2 separate regions of the Callithrix jacchus genome follow, and region 2 is linked to region 1. The links are chromatin contacts, called in public Hi-C maps. All regions are on one chromosome and are shown on one strand. The core of a region is the stretch at or near the end of the contact, and the rest is flanking DNA. Distances in the headings are between cores, read along the strand shown. Region 1 overlaps BRD4 (bromodomain containing 4). Region 2 holds the start of BRD4 (bromodomain containing 4).

Region 1 (3,005 bases), core at 252-2,751:
TTAAAACATGAGGGAGGTGTAGGTAGACAAGTGTAGGCTCAGCACACCTGTGGGAACACAAGCCTCTGTGATACCTGGTAGTGTAGCCATTGTGGCTCCTTTGGGTGCAGATCGGGGAAGGACCTGGAATACGACGCTTCATGCTTTGGGGCAGGGGGCGGCATGGGGTGCCCTGTCTGTGGAGGTGGGGAGGGGAGGGCCCTCTGACTCTGCCCATGTGTCTCCTTATCCAGCCTGGAGATGACATAGTCTTAATGGCAGAAGCTCTGGAGAAGCTCTTCTTGCAAAAAATAAACGAACTACCCACAGAAGAAACTGAGATCATGATAGTACAGGCAAAAGGAAGAGGACGTGGGAGGAAAGAAGCAGGTAGAGTACTGAAATAGCAAGTAAATTGGCTTTCTTCCTGACCTTTGTCCCTTTTCCAAGTTCGGTGGGGAGCTGGGAGTGGGAGGAAGATGGTGACATTACATACTACAGGCCCTGTTGGTGTTTGGACATAGTGGGATTGGATGCTGGATTCAATCCAGCTGGTTCAGTGCTGGATCCCACAGGGTCATGTGGGCCTGTGGCCTTTTGTAAGCATAAATAATTGGGCCCTGCCTTTTTTGAGGGTAGGTGATGGACTTAACGATAAAAAGAAATTGTAACTTGTCCAAACACTTTGATGTTGTTTGAATGCTTCACCCTGCCAGGGTTGTGGATGATTTTTGCTTTTCCATTTTAAGGACATTAACATGACCAGAAATCATTTTAAGTAACATCTCAGTTTTAAACCTTGAGGTTTGTCATTGGAATTACCTTGATGCACTGGTATCAGAGCCATCCCTGCTTCTGATGCTCAGTTGTCTGAAATGAAAGCCCTCCTTGTCCATCTCTGCTTGTCACTACCCCTCAACTGACACAGGTTTCCAGGGGCCAGCTGGCAGAGCTACCCACTAGGAAATGATTCTGTCTAGGAAACTCTCCAGCAGCTGCTGTCTACATCTTGTCCTTTGCAGTTCCATGCTGCAGAAGGGTGACATTTGCAAGGTGTTCCCTGAGTGTGAGTTGTTTGCTTCTCTGAGCAGCAGCCTTTCACCTGGTCTCCCACTCTGTTTTGAAGTGATGGCAGAAAGGGGGTTGCTATGTCCCCTGCTGCACCCAAGGGTACCCAAGGAGAACTAGTCTCACTTGTCACCCTGTGGCTGTTATACATATCAGGTCACATCCCTGATCCTCATGAAAGTCACATCCCTTATCCTTACATGAGGATATTGGTCCTTGCTCCCTGGGACCAGGGGTTTGGGCTGAATGCTGGCCAGACATGGTGGCACCTCCTGTTCCAGTCTGGGAGAAGCCCAGGAGTTGTGCCTGGGGGAGGAGAATTGGGAAACTCAGCAGAATCTCACCCTTGCTCCTTGAGATGCACCTGGAACATGGGTGCTGCTTTAGCCTGCACATGTAGGCGCTGGGTGTCTTTCTCTGTTTTCTTGGTAGCCAACATGCACACGAAGGATGTGGTGACCCCAGGTCATGCTCCTAGACACTGGCTCCCTGGTCCGCCCACTCTTAGTGCTCTGGCCATAACCCCTCATTTTTTGGAGCTGGTTGGGTGGGCCATGTGACCATTGTGTGTTTGGAGTCCCTGCACAGCTGCTAGGAGGCAGCGCCTGAGCCAGTCATGAAGGTCAACAGTCCAGCTGTCCCTTGTGGCTCCGGGAGGTAGGGGCCTGCCAGTTTGCAGAAACCTTGGCCAGGGTGGCTACTGCCGGCTCCCTGCCAGAAGCTCTTACTCAGAAAGCAGCGCTTCTGGGAACAAGGGCAGCTGTGCCTGGAAGCTTGGAGAAGCGTTTTCCCGCTCTCTGTCCACAGTCAGTGTATGTTTCCTGCTCCTTGAGCCCAGGCCTCCAGGCTTCATGAAGGGGTCTTTGTGCCTGAGTTGGGAGTTGCAGCCCTGACGCCTTAGTAAATGGAAGTGCAGTTTTCCACTATTCTCAGAGCCCCAGGGACAGGTGGACGGGTTTGGCAAAGTGGAGTCTGGGATGTTCGTCTCTCAGGCAAATAAACGAAACACAGAGATGTGCATTCACTGTGTGTGGTGTATATCCCTACAAAGTCAGCATGTGGATGTTAGCATGGCCTCTAACTCCCTGTCTTACTATGATTCGTAGGGACAGCAAAACCTGGCGTTTCCACAATACCAAACACAACTCAAGCATCAACTCCTCCGCAGACCCAGACCCCTCAGCCGAATCCTCCTCCTGTACAGGCCACACCTCACCCCTTCCCTGCTGTCACCCCAGACCTCATCGTCCAGACCCCTGTCATGACGGTGGTGCCTCCCCAGCCACTGCAGACGCCCCCGCCGGTGCCCCCTCAGCCACAACCCCCACCTGCTCCAGCTCCCCAGCCTGTACAGAGCCACCCACCCATCATCGCGGCTACCCCGCAGCCTGTAAAGGTGAGTGTCCTGGGCTTCGGAGGGCTTCTGTCACCAGGGAGGAGAGTGGCCCCTGTCCTTGCCTATGCTTTGCACAGAGCCTGTCCTGGGTCCCAGGCACTGGAGGGTGTTTCTGGGGAGATCTTGCTGTGTTGAAATTGCAGCCCAGAAGCAGATGCCTCGATGACTCAAAGATCCCATAATTGTGTCACACTTCCTAGCGGGCTCCTGTCCCTTGCCCCTCTCTCTTAATTTAGACTGCACATATTTGCAGATGTGCTATCTTAGTAATCTCTGAATCCTGCTTCCCCTAGGCAGCTGGGGAGATGCCCTGGTGTTAGGTAGGAAGCAGCCTCCAGAGGTTCTTTGACTTCCAAGTGAGCACTCAGTTGTATGCTTTCTCCTGCCACAGGCAGGTCCTGTCCCAGCTGCAGAGCAGAGTGCTGGGACAGGGTCTGCCTGTCCTTGGCCCTTTGCCTATGCAGTTATCTTTGGGTCCATCCTATGTGAATGTTGGGCCGTTAGATGGGGCCTGGCTTTGGGGGTGACCCCAAGGGGCAGCTGTACCCACTGCCATTTCTGA
Region 2 (3,005 bases), core at 284-2,783, 67 kb before region 1:
ACCATGCCCAGCTAATTTTTTGTATTTTTAGTAGAGATGGGATTTCACCATGTTGACCAGGATGGTCTCGATCTGTTGACCTTGTGATCCACCCGCCTCGGCCTCCCAAACTGCTGGGATTACAGGCTTGAGCCACCACACCTGGCCGCCTTTTTTTTTTTTAATAGAGAGTCTTGATCTGTCACCCAGGCTAGAGAGTGCAGTGGCACAATCTCGGCTCACTGCAACCTCTGCCTCCCAGGTTCAATTGATTTTCCTGCCTCAGCCTCCAGAGTACCTGGGACTATAGGGGTGCACCATCACACCCGGCTAATTTTTTTCTATTTTTAGTAGAGATGGGGTTTCATAGCATTAGTTGGTATGATCTCATGATCCACCCACCTCAGCATCCCAAACTGCTGGGATTACAGTCGCGAGCCACCGCGCTGGGCTTTTCTTTTTTTGAGACAGAATCTCGCTCTGTCGCCCAGGCTAGAGTGCAGTGGCATGATCTCGGCTCACTGCACAACCTCTGCCTGCCAGGTTAAAGTGATTCTCCTGCCTTAGCCTCCTGAGTAGCTGGGAGTACAGGCATGCACCACCACACCAGGTTAATTTTTGTATTTTTAGTAGAGGCAAGGTTCTCCAACCCCTGGCCTCAAGCCATCTGCCTGCCTAGGCCTCCCAAAGCGCTAGGATTACAGGCCTGAGCCACCATTCCTGGGATCACAGGGTTGAGTCTTAAGGATGGGAAGAGCAGGGTGTGGTGGCTCATGCCTGTAATCCCAGCACTTTGGGAAGCCGAGGCAGAAGGATCACTTGAGCCCACGAGACAGAGACCAGCCGGAGCAACATAGTGAGACCCCGTCTTTACAAAAAATAGTTAGCTGGGTGTGGTGGTGCACACCTGTAGTCTCAGCTACCTGGGAAGCTGAAGCAGGAGGATCGCTTGAGGCTGCAGTTAACTTTGATCGTACCACTGCACTCCAGCCTGGGGGACAGAGCAAGACCATGTCACTTTAAAAAAGAAAAAGGGTAGATTGGAAGAAGGTCAGCAGGGGGATATAAAAGAGGAAAGGTGCTACCTCGCTGCACCTTTAGATCCCAGGGGCAGTCTTGGCCTTGCTTGCAGACTTCTCTCATCTCCTTTCCTCCATTTCACCCCAGCCCCGGCGCCCCCATCGCAGCTCTCTCGTCTCAGCCTCCCCACCTGGAGTCCTCCCTCAGACTGGGCTCTGTCCTCCGCCTCCACCATGAGTCTTTGGGGTTCCTCCTCACCGTCCTCCCTCCCTGTGAGGGTCTGTCTTCAGACATTTCTCAGTATTTTGGAGATCTCTCTCAGGCTTCAGATCCTTTCCCACAGGCCCAGTCTGCACTCCGCGCGTTTCCCCCAGCCCGCTTCATCGTTCAGACTGGGGGTCCCCCACTCACCTCGCAGCCACTGTTTTTCCGGAGCTCGTTCGCGCTGGGCACGGGGGCGGGGTGCGCACAACGGGCGGCGGCAGCGGCGCGAGGCGCGCGCGCAGCGTGCGCGGTGACGTCAGTGCGCTGGCGGCGGCGGCGGCGGCGGCGGCGGCGGCAGGGCTGTTTGTTCTGCTCTCCCGCAGCCGAAGAGCCGAAGCGGTGGCGGCGGCGGCGACGGCGGCTGCCGGCAGTGCCCGCGGGCGAGCGCGGCCTGTGAGCTCGGCGGAGCGGCGGGCGGGCCGCGGCGCCGCTCAGGCAGCCCGGGGAGCGGGCGACGGCAGCGGGCTGACGGCCGGCGGGGGCGGCGTGCGGCCTAGCGTCTCAGGTGAGGACTGGTGCCGTTCGGGGCGGCGGACGGCGCGGGGCGGCCGGCGGGGGCTCGCGGCGCGGCCCGCGTAACCTGCATTGCGTAATGGGGCCGGTGCGCCGCCACCTACGCCATCGGCGCGGCGCGGGGGCGGGGAGGCCGGGGCTACGCGGGCTCGGGCCTGCTGGCCACCCGCGCTTCTCGCGCCGGGCCAGGACGGCCTGCGTCGCTTGCCTCAGGGCGGCGGGGTCGCTCGTGGCCGCCCCGCCGTTGGTGCCGTCGGACCCGGACTCGGGCTGGCCGGTGGGGTTCGGGCTGAGGGCGCGGGCGCCGCGGCTGGGCGGGCGACCGGGGGCGGGTTGGGGGCGGGCCGAGGCGCCCGGCACTTCCTGCCGCCGCCATTTTGTCAAGTGAGGAGGAGGAGGAGGAGGCGGAGGAGGAGGAGGAAGCGACTGCCGCGGGATTTGCGGCGCGCCCGGCCCGGGTAAGTCCGGGCCTGGCGCGGGGCCCGCGAGCGCCGCTGTCCCCGTGTGCGGTCCCGTAGGCGGGCGCGGGCCCGACGCGCTCTCACTCTAGCACTCAGGTCCTTTTGCCTGGACCGGGGCACCTCGCCCCCGCCCCCATCACCTCACCTTCCCGGTGGTCCCGGGAGCCCTGTGGAGAAAGGGCCAGGTTCTCTCCGGAAGGAGGTGATTGCCACTTCATGCCGGTCTGAGGACAGACCCCAGAGGGCGGGAGCGGTGCCCTGGGGGGATGAACTTGGCCCTCCTGACGCACCCACTCCCAGCCTGGTGGCCCCTTGCTGGGCGCTTTGTTTTGCTCCGTCGGTGCTCGCCGGCGTCCTTGCAACGGCCTCTTTTATTTGCAGTGTCGTGTGTGGCTGTGGTGGTGGTTTGGGGTGGGGACGTAGGGGAGTTGTGATTCAGCGAAATAAAATGATCCCCTTCCTCCCAAACGGAAATGGCTTGCCTTCACCGGCTGAGATGCCACCAAGGCTTGGCCTTTCATGAAGATGGGAAACCCCCATCTGGTGTAGTGGACTGTGTAAATACTTCAGGCCCGTGCATGAGTCATGTGCTTCAGTTGGGTGACTGACCTGCCTTTTGCTCAAGACCACGCTTGATTTTTTAAGATTTTTATTTGCTTGTTTACGTTTCGTGCAGCCTGGTAAGGTTTCTGGTCTTGTCATTGGGCTCATTTCTGTGTGTGTGTGTGTGTGTGTGTGTGTGTGTGTGTGTGTTGGTTGCAAGTGACC

What was found. Hi-C and Micro-C count contacts between places; a contact is called where the count stands out from the background.
Region 2: a contact with region 1 is called in a Hi-C map of skeletal muscle, with 2.3 times the contacts expected there. The contact joins the promoter of BRD4 here to the enhancer-like site in region 1. A contact is called at or near these places in 2 of 3 Hi-C or Micro-C datasets (induced pluripotent stem cells and skeletal muscle).

Annotation. Positions count from the first base shown.
Region 1 is chr22:13,972,302-13,975,306 of calJac240_pri, reverse strand. BRD4 (bromodomain containing 4) reads left to right here. Exons shown (of 19, transcript XM_078358978.1): 4 at 234-369; 5 at 2,154-2,443. Among named protein-coding and RNA genes, the nearest start is that of EPHX3, 32 kb to the right of the region's middle. Within about 2 kb of position 1,501, at least 4 of the 16 cell types and tissues checked have an H3K27ac peak or open chromatin away from gene starts, as enhancers often do. A contact at or near this core is called in skeletal muscle, where this site is marked.
Region 2 is chr22:14,039,389-14,042,393 of calJac240_pri, reverse strand. It overlaps BRD4 (bromodomain containing 4), which reads left to right and starts at 1,533. Exons shown (of 19, transcript XM_078358978.1): 1 at 1,533-1,768. LOC144580721 (a long non-coding RNA gene) reads right to left here and starts at 1,467. Exons shown (of 2, transcript XR_013530736.1): 1 at 1-1,467.